2 separate regions of the Hordeum vulgare genome follow, and region 2 is linked to region 1. Evidence: chromatin contacts called from public Hi-C data. All regions are on one chromosome and are shown on one strand. The core of a region is the stretch at or near the end of the contact, and the rest is flanking DNA. Distances in the headings are between cores, read along the strand shown.

The links. Hi-C and Micro-C count contacts between places; a contact is called where the count stands out from the background.
Region 2: a Hi-C map of leaf shows a contact between it and region 1, with 6 times the contacts expected there. The contact joins the promoter of LOC123403081 here to the promoter of LOC123402316 in region 1. A contact is called at or near these places in 3 of 6 Hi-C or Micro-C datasets (leaf and seedling).

The regions. Positions count from the first base shown.
Region 1 is chr6H:516,022,500-516,029,543 of MorexV3_pseudomolecules_assembly, reverse strand. It overlaps LOC123402316 (outer envelope protein 64, mitochondrial), which reads left to right and starts at 3,586. Exons shown (of 13, transcript XM_045096219.1): 1 at 3,586-3,964; 2 at 4,080-4,232; 3 at 4,994-5,118; 4 at 5,838-5,963; 5 at 6,428-6,613; 6 at 6,715-6,859. The coding sequence starts at 3,708.
Region 2 is chr6H:516,164,462-516,171,505 of MorexV3_pseudomolecules_assembly, reverse strand. It overlaps LOC123403081 (transcription factor MYB93-like), which reads right to left and starts at 3,604. Exons shown (of 3, transcript XM_045097054.1): 1 at 3,367-3,604; 2 at 3,155-3,284; 3 at 2,257-3,027. The coding sequence starts at 3,499. The coding sequence ends at 2,301.

The DNA.
Region 1 (7,044 bases), core at 2,337-4,836:
GTTGTCATGCATTGCGGTCTAAATGAAATGTATTTTGAACAAGTCATTTTGTATCCAAATAAGATGCACACCCATGCACACATGATATTTATATATAGCCCCCACACCCTCTTTTATAAGGTTAGATTGTTATTAGGGTCTTGTTTTTTTTAGCAAAAGAGAGGCCTTCCACTCCGATTTCATATAATGAAACCATCTGGTCTTAAAGCATCCACCAACACTATGCACACAAAAGGAAAACAAGGAGCATTCGAAGGAACACACATGTTCTATTACAGACCCAGATAGCAGGGCCAGGACCATCCACATATTAACTATGGCGAGACAATACACAAAGAGGCACCCAGGGAAGGGACAAAGAAGGCACTGAAGCACCACGCGGCGAGGAAGCCTTCGTCTTCAATGCCACTAAAATTAGTCATGAAGCCTAGGAACACCAGATCTCTATCCCCGCGAGGCGCGATATACTTAATTTGTCACCTGCTCGGTTAACTTTGCTCCTAGTGTCAACATTTTTCCCTATAGGTCATTTATTTACAAATTGATCAATCAATGATCGAATTGCACATTAGCTTCACTAGAACCATCCGATCATAAAATTTCATTTTGTTAAAAGTCACATTATTTCTACACTTTCAAATGGACCAAAATAGAGCCAAAACGCCGACAAGCTTCATGTCACGGGTTTTGTTCCTATTGAAGCAGCCATTCTAATTTGTAGGGATAAAATTTGGATCGAGCACATATAAACGGGCTCCAAATCAATCTTGCAGCACAACAAGAGAAAAACAAATGATCATGCTTTTATCTTGCCCACATGTAACACACTTTTTATCTCTTTTCCATCCCCTTTTCAGAAGGTATCTCTAGTTAAGATACTTTTCGTATTCATTAGCCATATGAAAACTTTGATTTTAGCAGGTATTATTATTTTCCACAGAAAAATTGATGGAAAAAAGGTCAATTTTAACTAAGAACAGATAAAGTGACTTGACAGAAGAAAAAAATCCCGTCAACGGTACGCGTCCATAGAGGCTTATTAGAGTCATGTGCCTCCTACTACAAAGAACAAGACCCGTAAGGAGTTGAACTCTTTCCCTTATTGAATACGCCATCTTTGATTTGATTGGAATCCATTTCAACTAAGAGCTTTTGTTGATTCAAGTTCTATTTTCGTAGAGTTGCCACATTAGTGTGTCTTTTTTGGACTTTAGTTTTGAGTTTGCTAGAATAGTTATCCTACAAATTCTCAAATATCGGGCAATCCCGGTATTAGACACCTCATGTCCCACGCGTAATGAGCGGGGTACTCACCCATAGTACACGCATGCAGTATCGTAGTGGACCGGTCCATTTACTCGGTTATATTAATTAAGATTTAGAATGTGGTTTTAAAAAATCTTTTAAACAAATGACTAAAAAATTTCATATATTAAAAAATGTTCATGAATTCAATTATTTTTTATTTGGATTTTTATAACAAACCTAAAAAAATCACAAATTTCAAAAAATGACTGCGAATCAAAAAGAAGTTTGCGTTTATAATGAATTTTTAGAATTTTTCTGGATATCAAAAATCTTAATTAATTTGTAAAACATTTTTATTGAATTTTGAAAAAAATATGCATGAATTTTGAAAAATATACATGAACTCAAAAATGTTTCCTGATATCAAAAAATGTTCATGAATTTGTCAAATGTCATGTATTAAATTATTTATTCAAATTAATAAAATATCCACAAATGTGTGAGTTGTAATGGATTTTTAAAAAGGTTTCCAGAATTTCAAATGTTCATGAATTTGAAAAATATAGTCCGGATTGCGAAAAAAATATCATATTTTAAATTATGCACATTAATTGTAAAAACATAATAAAAACTTATTAAATGCATATTTTAAATTCCTAAATTTACAAAATAAATAAATAAAAATAGTCACTTTTAAATAAAAAGGAAAAGTAAAATAAAAAGGGGAAAAGTAAGACCCCCCAAATAATAGTAGAAAGAAACATAGAAAAAAGAAGAAGAAAATCATGCTCAAGGAAGGTTATAAAACCTATGTACAATATATGGGAAATACCTTCTGGGCCGGCCAAAGCAGCTACAACCAGCACCTGGGGTGTGCGTTTGACAGGTATCACCAACACTTTTCTTTTGCTTACAAAAAACAACACTTTGTTTTTGAGAAAACCTTGTTTCATTCTATTTGACGGCAATGGTCAGAGGATATGATACAAGATCGTGTGGTACATCTAGCCGCACATGTGTACCAAGACCTGGATGTAAAGAATATTTTTCTAAACCACGGACTTCAAAGTTTCGATGTCTACTCTCAAAATAAAGTAACAAGAATTAGATTAGGGATTTATGAATACCTCAAAAATACTACAAGGATTTATGCAAAGTAACACTGTTTTTTTGGGTTATCTTGGGCTGTTGGGGCCATATGACCGGTAGCTCCTACTCAGTGGCTTCTGCGCCCGTTAGGGGATTGGTGCCCGCAACAGTGGCTGGATGGACAGGCCCACGATCGCGCAACGTGAAAAATGACTGTGAATACCATCCGACTAGGATTCAATCTCATGCCCTCGCGCTTGCACAAGGAGAAGTTACCCACTGGACCAGCCAATTACTAGTGAATATTCAAAGAGAAAAAGTTCTAAAGAGCAAAAACGTAGGCGTGCTATTTACTGTGCAATTCACTGTGGCATTTATATTTTCTACTTCCTCCGTTCCGAAATAAGTGACTCAACTTTATACTAAGTTTAGTACAAATTTAGTACAAAGTTCAGTCACTTATTTTAGGACGGAGTAAATACTTTCTAATTATTATAAAACATCTTCATATATTACAGATGAAGTTCAAGAGCATGCAAAAAAAGTTTGCGTGTTCAAAAATTACTTCTCCAAATCGAAAAAGTTCATGTATTTAAAAAAGTTCACGGATTTAAAAGAAGTTCATCAATTTTCAAGAAACGTTCATCGTATTTGAAAAAATGTTCATCAATTTGAAAAAAGTTCATCGATTCCCAAAAAGTACATCAATTTTGAAATAAGTTCATAAGTTTTGAAAAAAACTTCATCAATTTTGAAAGAAGTTCATCAATTTTGAGAAAAAGTTCATCGATTTTGAGAAATATTTCAAATATTGTAAAAATTCATCAAATATGAAAAATATTCATCAATTTGAAAAAAAATCACGAGTTTTAAAAAACCTGTTCATGGATTTCGAAAAGAATTTCCTCTGTTTGAAGAAAACAGTTACAAATTTCGAAAAATTATCTGTTTTTGCTGTTTATCTGCAGTTCAGAAAACAAAACAAAAAACGATGGACCGGCCTGACTAATACGCGGGAGTAACTTTTGCACGCGCCGGTCAAAAACAGTGTAAATCGACGCCTGCAGCGTCAAATAGGAAAAACACATATGATCCCTGTTCTTTCTTGCGGCTCCTCCTTTTTTTTGGAAAACGAGGCCCGTGTCGGCCCTGGCCCATACCATCAACTTGTGAAACAAGCAGAAGTCTCTTCCTTCCTTTGCGACTGACACGGGGCCCCACATAAGCTGGCGGCCGCCCGGAAAAAGAGAGCGCAAAATGCTTTCTTTCTTCTTCCCCACTCCGCGCTGATTCTCGAGCACTACTCCGCACCGCAGGCCTAAACCCAAACCCCCTCCTAAACCCTAGCCCCCCCCCCCCCCGCCCCGTCCATGGACTCCTCGGCGCGATCGGGCGCCACGGGGTCCTCCAACCCCCGCGCCTGGATCGTCGCGGGCGTCGCCGTCGCCGGTGTCATCGTCCTCGCGGAGGTCGCGCGGCGCCGCCGGAGGTGGTTGCGGGGCAAGTCCAGCCCGCCCCCCTACTCCGGGGCCTTCTGCGACCGCCTCGAGCTCGCCCCTCCGCCGCAGCCCCCTCCTCCCGCGGCCCGCCAGCAGCTCTTGGACCTCGCCTTCGCGGTCAGCGACAAGTGAGCCCCCCCCCCCCCCCCCCCCCCCCCCCCAGCTCTGCTTCGATGTTTCTGCGGGATCACGGGGTTTCCGCCGTGGTCTTGATCCCCCCTTATTTCCCCGTCGTGTTTTTAGCTTCGACATCGAGGGCCATGTCGCCGGCTTTGGAAACCCGGACTGGAAGAGGACGCACAAGGCAGCGAGCCACACGGCGGTGGCCGTCAAGGTTCTGCTGAAACAGGGGGCTACCTGCGTCGGGAGGACAGTCATGGATGAACTCGGCTTTGGGTTCGTACTTGCTATTTTGCTCTGACTGAATTTATTGCGAAACACAGCTTGAGCATTTGGGTGGCCTGATCCTTGCACATCTTTGAATATGTATAGTATTTTGCACAGACATTGCTAGAAATAGCTGTTTTACAAAATCTGCTGTCAGTGTGATTTTTGTGGATAATGTTGAAGTGCTGAAAGTAGATTGTTTGGTTTTAAAATTTAGAACTAAGCACGCATCTGCATCTTTTAGTAGCAAAGGCAAGCCTTTCTTTTTCACTTGAGGTGTGCTTGTTTTAGTCTATTTGGAAACTTGATGTGCAGTAAATGTAACTCGAGGAGGAAACAGATAACTTCAAATTGGGTGGGATATTCTTTAGCTATTGATTGAAGTGTTGCAGTAAAATGGTGCACATCATGGGTGTTCGGGGTGGCAATTTTAAACTTCAGTAGATGAAAGATAGGTCAGCTGTTGGTATAAAAGACAGCAAAGTTACTTCATTGTTGGCGGTCTTGTAAATATAATTCTCATCACTGTTTGATTCATTGTAAACCCTGTTTTCTTTCATGCACAAGTTTTGCATCCACCTTTAGTATTCCTTGAAACTCCAATATGCTAAATAACTAGTTTTTTCAAGCCATTAAATTCAGATGACCGTCGTATTAATCATTAACTAGCCTTGGGCCTCTGCTAAGACTCACTAGACATCCATCTATCGGTGTTCTGCATTAGATAGATGAAGAATTCTAACACCACACCGCCTAACATATTTTTGCAGTGTTACTGGAGAAAATTTACACTGTGGAACACCAATCAACCCAGCATCTCCATCAGTCCTCCCTGGAGGGTCATGCAGTGGTGCCGCTGTCGCAGTTTCTGCACAGCTTGTCGAGTTTGCTCTCGGTATTTTTCTAAACTATTACACATCTACAATTTCTGCAATCTACATCTGTGGCAGCTTTGGCATCTGTTCTTATTGTACTCAACTCTAATTATCTAGTTTTCTTCCTCGTTTTCCCTTTTGATTGTGAATCTACTTCCACTAGAAATTGCATTTCGTTTTTACATGAGTATATCACTAACAAATATATGTATCTGTCATTATCAAGTCATATAAATATAGCATGATCAGAATTATAGCCCCAATCTGTGTGGCGTGCTGTAAGATCCTTGTGCCCTACCCTATATGATCACATGATGATTGGCCTGGGGTAAAAACATGGCGTTAATAATTATAATATTTGGTTGGGTTACAGAATGAGTTCCTGAATGATTGGCCGTCTCCTTGCACTTCTTTTTACCGGAGTGTCGTTGCACTCTTATATCTATAATACCTCCCTTCTTTTCCGAAGGTGCACATTTTCTCCAAAATTTAACTTTGACCAAAGGTCCAACTACTATATGAATTATTTGGTACAAAATCTTATGGCTCTTCTTTTCATGCCCTGTGATATTTTATCGTGCATGTTTATTAATACATGTTCAACCGCTACACATTTTCCCCTTTTCTTTATGGATAAGTTCTTGATGCAAACTTTGCTTTGTTATTATGGCTGTCGCTTAGAGATATTAATTCATATTCCACATGCAAACTGATGCTATAAGCCCTGGATTTCTCTTAGGTACTGATACAACTGGTGATTTGAGAATTCCAGCATCTTTCTGTGGTGTACTTGGTTTCCGGTCTTCTCATGGGGTTGTGTCTACTCTTGGGACCTTACCGAACTCACATAGCCTAGATACCATTGGTATTTTCTTACCCTTATCAGTTATTTATGTTTTCATGTTTATTACTTGTTGTGACAAGCATATCTATGTGTTCTATAGCAAAAGTTGCCTATGGCATAGTACCAAACAAACAAGGATCATCTGAAGGCACTGCTGGAAAATATGTGACAAACAGCCAACATATTCATAAACTAGCGAACATCATTCTGTTATAAAACTCGTCCTTTTGTGTTGTCTGTTCTGCATGAAATAGAGCATGAATTATTTTGGGGGTTCTCAAACAATAAGTGGTAGAGAAAGTTGGCCTTATGGTTAATGCCCCATCTTTACAAAATATCATAGTATGTCTATAGATTAGAAGACCGGTCTCCACTCAGAGCTACGAGAACTTTTACTGAAGTCAAGTGGCAGCATGCTTTGTTTTTCTCAGTTGGATATCCATGTTGATTTTTTCTTTTTTGACTGGTTTTCTGATCCTTGTTAGGATGGCTTGCACGAGATCCTCATATACTTAGTCGTGTTGGAGATGCTCTGTTACCCGTTGCTGCATGTGGACTTAAGGGGAAAAGGCAGTTAGTTTTTGCTGATGATTGCTTTGAGTTGCTGAAGATTCCCAACCAGAAAACGGTGGATGTCATAGAAAATGCTGTCCATACATTACCTGGTGGATGTAAGCCATACTGATGTCTACATTTCTTAAACGCATCGGTGATTAGGTTTATTTTTTGTGTGCAAACAAGTGAGACAGTCAACTCCACATCTATCTTGCAGATCAGCCACCTAAGCACATCAATATTGGCCAGTATATCAGTTCAAATGTACCTAGCTTGAAGGAGTTCTGTGAACCTTCTACAAAGTTGCAAGAAGGAAAGTCGGCCTTGAAAGCTCTTTGCACGGTCATGCTATTATTACAGAGGTTTGTTTTCAATAATTCTTGGCCCCTGGTGAAATCAAATGGTGAAACCCAAGTTATTTTTTTTCCTGGAAAATGATAGACAAGTATACAGAGTCAGGACCTTGAAAGCCTAAACATTTGTTACATAATTTGTACAGTAATGCCATCATTGGTGTATCTCTGTGGCCTAATCAAAGCTCGTTGAA
Region 2 (7,044 bases), core at 2,355-4,854, 140 kb before region 1:
TACTTACAACACTTGCACAGAATACCTGGCTGAAATTTGATTGTCATTTCGTTCTACTCCTTGTTGGGTTCGACACTCTTACTTATTGAAAGTACTATTATTGATCCCCTATACTTGTGGGTCATCATTTCCCATGCAAGGTTCCCCATCAAGTGCTTAGGTCATCTCCTAGTGGTCCCATCAAGCCTAAAGTTCATACCTTTTATACTAGTCAATCTCATCGAGTGGTTTCACCCGGTCCCATCGAGTAATTTATAAAGGTGTGTAACGGTTGGATTTTTTGTGTTGCCTATATATACCCCCACCCACCCCACCTTCTCAGAGAAAATTAAACATGTTTTCAGTTTTTTGTTTCTTTATTTTATTTTCATTTCAATTAGAATTTGATTTTGCTTTCAAAAACAAACTTGCCATAAATTCGAACATGAATATTTCTGAGTAGGTGAACATTTTATTTAGGATTTTTGGAGACATTTTGTGTGCACTTTAATTTTCCTTTTGAATTTGAATTTGGTTTCAAAACCAATTATTTTCCTAATCTAGTTTAGAAAATTAGCAGAACTCAAATGCATTATTTGTACTTATGAAATTCATTTCCCTATTAAATAATTTTCTCTTTGAATTATTTAAGTAATTCCAATAGATCTAATCCAATTCTTTTAAGGAAGAACTATCAGGGCTTTGAATATTTCTTGGTCTTATCAAGAATGCTCGTATTCCCATTTAATATTTCGAAAAGGTTTGGTTTCAACTATTGGCTAGCTAGATTTCCACTAGTTGCATCGGGGTTTCAACCCTTCTGTTCAAAAATTCAATCAAACAAACCAACTATGAAGCAAGTTTTAGGTGACAAACAAGCAACACAGGGGTTTTGTTAAAATAAAATTCTCGATGAAATTTACGAAAAATCTAGGATGTGATAGCTCGTGTCACGTGGCGATGATCGAGCGCTCTCAGTCCATATATAAACATTGTCCGTTGTGTTTCCCCCTAAAGGGTACCTCGATTAGATCTTCCTAGCAATGTGTATTGATGGGTCTTTTTTTGATATATAATTCTAATGCCAGTTATGTGTCTATGTCCACGTACGTACATGTAGCCGCCTGAGCCCGAAAAAAAGACTAGGGCTCCTGGGTGGGCCTCCTGCTGGCATTGCCGCTGGTCTCTCCCGTCTCTAGTGGCCTTAGGGCCTTGGAGACAAGGTGGATCTCGACCCTTGCCAGTAGGATGGCTCTATTTTTAGATTTTTAATTGAGTTTTATTAGAGTTAGTGTCATGCTTAGGAGATGAGATGGCGGTGGCTCCCTGAATATGGTATAACATTCTCCCTCCATAGCTCTCGTCCAAGGGATGTGTCTAGCATCGTCGGTAGGCATGTGGAGGTGTGTCTCCACTGGATCTGTCATTGCTGGATTTGCTCACATGTGTTCGTTGTCGGTCTACGTTCGTGTGTCTCCTAGTTGGATCCTTCCGATCTACACTATTCTTCATTGGCGGTTGTTTCCGATCTGTCGTGTTGGTCCTATAGGGCCTTAGCACGATGACTTTTTGATTGTCTACTACAACGAGTTTTGTTTGATTGAGACAAGGAAGAGACGATGACTATGGCGCGCCTTCGGCTCGCTTCAGTGCTTGTAGTCATCGCTACGTGGTCTTCGGATCTGAATGTAATTTTTATTATTTTCAGAGTTTGTTGTACTGTCATGATTGAAGATGAATAGATCAAAATCCCACTCCCTCCCCCCTCTCAAGAAAATTATCCTACCAATTATTGAAGATCGGGCAATCCACCATATCACTTCCACTATTTTTTTATCGTCCTGGTGCGTCTGGCATGGTCAGAGGGCTTGTGGAGGTGTTACTCGAGCGGATCTCAGGATTTAGCCAGTGGTTGTCTTTGCTGGATCCACTTGGATCCGGTTTTCGTTCGTCTGCTATCGTGTGTCTTCAGGCTAGATCCTTCTGATATACGCGTCTCTTCATCGGGTACGGTTGTTGTTCTCGTGTGCTAGTCCTATGGGGTCTTAGCACGATGACTTCCAGAATGTTTACTACAAAAGTTTTGTGTGGCTTCGGTAAGGGAGGGGCGATGATGACCGCGCGCTATCCGCTTGCTTCAGTGTATGTAGTTGTCGTTAGGTCCTCTATGAATCTAGATGTGATTTTTATTATTTTTTATGTTCACTGTATTATCCTGATTGAAGATGAATAAATCGAGAGTTTTCTCGCCAAAAAAAAAAGACAAAGGGTTTATCAACAATAACACATTGTGTATTTCTGTTATCTTGTGCAGTCAGAACTCATGCAAACTCGCTCATGAACTCGTCATAAAATGAGTCAGACCAAAAAGGGAGATGGGTGCTGGTTCCCTCAGCGTCACAGCTTGAGGTGCTGCAAGCATCGCCGAGGTTGGAAATTGGGAAATCGGCAAGTGGCGGAAGGGAGTCCTCTGGCAGGAGCAGCGGTTTCTGGGTGCCATTCTCCCCCTCACCGCTGTTTGCACTGTAATCTGAATTCTGGTTGGTACCACTGATGATAGGCTGTTTGTGCTCAAAGAATGAGCTACTAGGTATCTGGATGTCAAGCGGTTGCCCCATTAATAAATCCTGGCCATTGATGCCCTCCGGGATCCTTGGAGACGACAGCGAACACAAGGAAGACATCTGCGAAGGGCGGCCGTTTTGCTCCAGGTCAGTGGGAATGGTGTTGATGCTGCTGGAGCTGGGACTAGTCGCAATGGCTGCTGCGGACTGAAGCAGGCACTGCAAGTACTCGAGCTTTGCTGCCTGGACTGCATCGGCTTGCAGCTGGCTGGCACTCTGGTTGTCCCACGGTCGCTGCTCCACGAGCTGGCGTAGGTTGGCTAGCGCGATGAGCTGTGGCAGCGCCGCGAAGAAGTCGGTCCTCGGTCGGTGCGTCATCGGGTCGAAGCCCATCTGGATCAGCTTCTTCTTGAGGTGGGTGTTCCAAAAGTTCTTGATCTCGTTGTCGGTCCGTCCCGGGAGGTGCTTCGCGATGGCTGACCACCTGGTTTAATCAGCACACCAGTTTGCATGTGTTAGCAAGAACACCACACATATATGTTTTTGAAGATTATACAACATACGTGTAGACCATTCTTTAATAAGCAAGAGGTTTGATAGGTGTGCTGTACTTGTTGCCAAGGACGGAGTGGAGCTGGAGGATGTTCTGCTCTTCATCAGGTGTGAACTTTCCTCTCTTGATATCTGGCCTCAGGTAGTTGGTCCATCTAAGCCTGCAGCTCTTGCCACACCTGTTGAGTCCTGTGAGACGCGCAGAAGAACCAGGCGCATTAGCTACATGCCGGTATCGTGACAGAAAACGGAGGCGGCATGTGTTGTTTACCTGCAAGCTTAGGCAGAGCTCTCCAGCTCCCATGGCCATGCTTCTCGATGTAGTCCGTGAGCTTCTGGTCTTCTTCGGGCGTCCAAGGCCCCTTCTTGAGGCCATTCTCGTCGGAGCAAGGAGGCCTCCCCATTGACAGGATTGAGATAGGATTGGGATGTATAAGATAGGTGATGGTGCAGGTGCGAAGGAGGGAGACAGGGCTATCTGCCTCTCCCTAGCCTGGCCCTTGGGGTTTCCTGTGTCAAGGATGTCTGCTCACCGGAACACAGCTTCCTCTATATAAAGGCCATGAAATCAGGTGTCTTAAGCCCGGGTCGGAATTAATTTATTCGAGTGGAAATGACTAATCTGCCCTGCTCTCTTAGATAATCTGGGCATGCAAGAGACTAAGTACTCCCTCCTCCATTCCAAAATAAGTGGCTCAACTTTGTACTAACTTTATCACATGAGGGCAAGGGCTGTTGATTCATGTTTGTTGACTTAAGCCGCTAGCTGCTACTTGGGCAATCAGCAGTCACATTGATATACTACTCTGTTTTCCTTCTGCCTTTTTTTGAACAAGGTGTGCTCCTGAAGCCTTGCTTTAATTATGTTGTTTTCGTTACTCTCCTTTGCAAAAACAAAACGATGTTGCTTTGGTTCTTAACATTTAATTAAGAACGCACAATCAGATCATGTTGCTTTGATTTCTCTAAGTAGCCAATAGCTCATCGTGTGACATCTCCTACCATATATTATGATCACTTGCTGGGGGGACTGTTATTCCATGCAAAATGAGCAAAAGTTTCAGAAGTGGGTTCCTGGAAGTGTACAGCTTCAACAACTTTAATTCCTGTCTTGGAATGTAGTTGTAGCAACCTCAAGATCTGTTGATATTGTATTGGCCACATTGTACTTGGCACATGACTATGAATTATTATTTTTAGAATTGTACGAGTATTATACAGCATTTGCATGCATGTCAACATGTGGATGACTAGATTCCTGAGATATCATAGTACATGTTGGCGTATAGGCTTTTCTCAAGTATGTAATGGGAGTATGGGACTAGCAGATGACAAACCTGCGTATGGAGCTGGACTGAGACCGTCCTAATTAATAACTACTAAGATCCTGTTTGAGACTGTTCTGCTTCTTAAAATTCAGCTATGTTCTGGAAAAGACAAGTCAAACGGGGTAGTTCCACGATATGTTGTTCCGTAAAAAAACTAGAATTTGAGGTACAACTTCAAAGTTTTATGAAGCTTCTGAGAGGGTGCTCCACAAACTCTAGAAGCTGGAGTTGGGGGGGGGGGGGATTACCCACCATTGCCACCGGGAAGTGGATACCCCTTTATTTTCTTTCGCATCGACCAATCAAATAGATTATTTCCACCAAATTTTCTAGTTTTGAAGCTGGAGCTAGATTGAAGCCAAACATTCTCTTGATAGTGCTATAACTTCTGTATGAAACTGCTTCAAAGTGAATTTGATGAAGTGAAGCTTATCTTGATCAATTAAAGTAGTCCCAAACAAGCCCTAAATAGTTAAGTGAAGGAGAAACATTTTTGTACAAGTTTGCATACCAAATGACAGTGCTAACAGCTAACTACAATTGCGTATGCAGGGATCTCTTCTTTATAGAGTACAACGTATGCAGAGATCTGGCTCCGTAGTCTTGTTCTTGCAGTCCCAAAAACTAAGTATATATTAGATATTTAGAATGCGTTAATTTGGAAGGTAATTTCTACTCATCCATGATGTGTGTGCTGTTTTAGGCTGCTGCATTTCTTAGTGCCACTGGGAACTCTCAGGATATCTCGGATGATTAACTGCAAGAGAAACACGCAGACTGAGTTTTTACTCTAAGATCACGAGTGACACCGACGAGCAGGTGGAGCAAAAAAAGTAATTCCTCCGTTCCTCTCTGAAATGGATGTATCTAGACCAGGGTTCTATCCAGAATCAGTACGTTAATTTATTGGAAATCGGCAGGATTCCCGCGAGGAACAACCCCAGCCCCTGAAGTGAATTTCAGCTGTAGCAAGTAGGCTGCATCCGGCATATATCCCGTCCGGCCACTTGGTGAGACGTACATGTCATTGACAGATTACCAGGTCGCTCAGCTGCAACCGAACCAACAACACGCGCACAGGTGGTGGTGAGGAGGCCCCAGATGGACCGATTAGATTCGCTCGTCATCCCAGTTACCTGCTCCGAGACCGAGCGACTGGGCAACCAACCAACACACACGCCCTACCGCTCCTACTGTCCAGTCCTACGTACATGTACTGTACTCCCTCCGTTCCTAAATATAAGTCTTTTAAGCAATTTTACTAGAAGTCTACATACATAGCAAAATGAATGAATCTACACTCTAAAGTATGTCTATATACATTCATATATAGTCTACTAGTGAAATCTCTAAAAAGACTTATATTTAGGAACGGTGGGAGTACATGCTATCGTCGATCGGATCACTTCCTTTTGGCAAAGCTCCATCATCACTGGCGACCTAATTCACAAGCTCCCATCCAGCGACAAACATGCACGTAGAGGAGATTGATTTCTCTGTATCTTTTTCAACGTTTTCCACGCATGTCGAGTTGTCTACAGACTACGTGCTGGCCGCCGTGGGGCCGCCGGCCAGCCGGCCGGCCGCGAATCTTTTCTTCCCCATGCACGCAACGTACGTACGTGAACGGACAGCGGACGGACCTCCTCGTCGTCACCGGCTCACTGCATTGGCCCACCCTACCCCTCCGTCCACATCGTCCCCGTGGCTCGTAAACAACGCGTCGAATAGTGCAAGTTGATCAACGTCTTCATGCTGCTTTCAGGTTGTGACATGCAGCTAGCACAGTTTCTTTTATAGAGAGAAAAAAAGGCCATCAGCCCAACTTCAAAATAACGAAGCCGTCAACAGGTCAGGATACAATTGTGTTGTGAAGAAAAGAGAGCAAGCCCAATAACTACACGCAAGGTCTACCGCCAAAAAAAAAAACTACATGCAAGGAACAATCAGGCAATACCTGAAGTTTTAGGAGTTCCCCCTACTCTCGCGTCGCCCCTCTTGGGCGACATGGGAGCACTCCCAAACACTAGCCGTCACCACCTCTCCTCCCTCCTGCCCCCTCCGCGCCGCCACCTGAGGAGGCAGCCGACTGCCGCACGTCTTCCGGTGAAGGTGACGACGAGGATCTGCTGACTCATGTTGGTGTGAGGGGCTCTCGAAGCCAGGGCGGCGGCCCTGGGTGGAGATGGCGGCATCGATCTCTCCGGTGGATGGCGTGCGCGGGGGCTAGCTGCCCCTTCCGACCGCGTGGGTGGCAGGAGGGCGGTGAGGTCTTGCTGCAGCGGTTGGCGGCGCTACTTACTCCCGATCCCTTCCCCCCGCGGTGGTTTCCTCCCGTGGATCTGGTGGCTGGCTCCTCAGATCTGGTCGCCGAAGATGGGGTGATGGAGTCTTGGAATGGGGAAAGCCCTGGTCGTATCTGTGTCGACCTTGACGCTGATGGCGTTTCGGTGTCGTTTTCCCTCTTGAGGACGGGTCGAGCTTCGAGATCTACCCCTCTCATATGTGATAGCCTGGCTTATTAAGGATGATAGACTACTCATATCAATAAGAATTTCCTTCTTTTGCGGGAGCCCGTTCGAACAGAAGTCCAAGGGTAAGCATGCTCGTCTTGAAGTAGT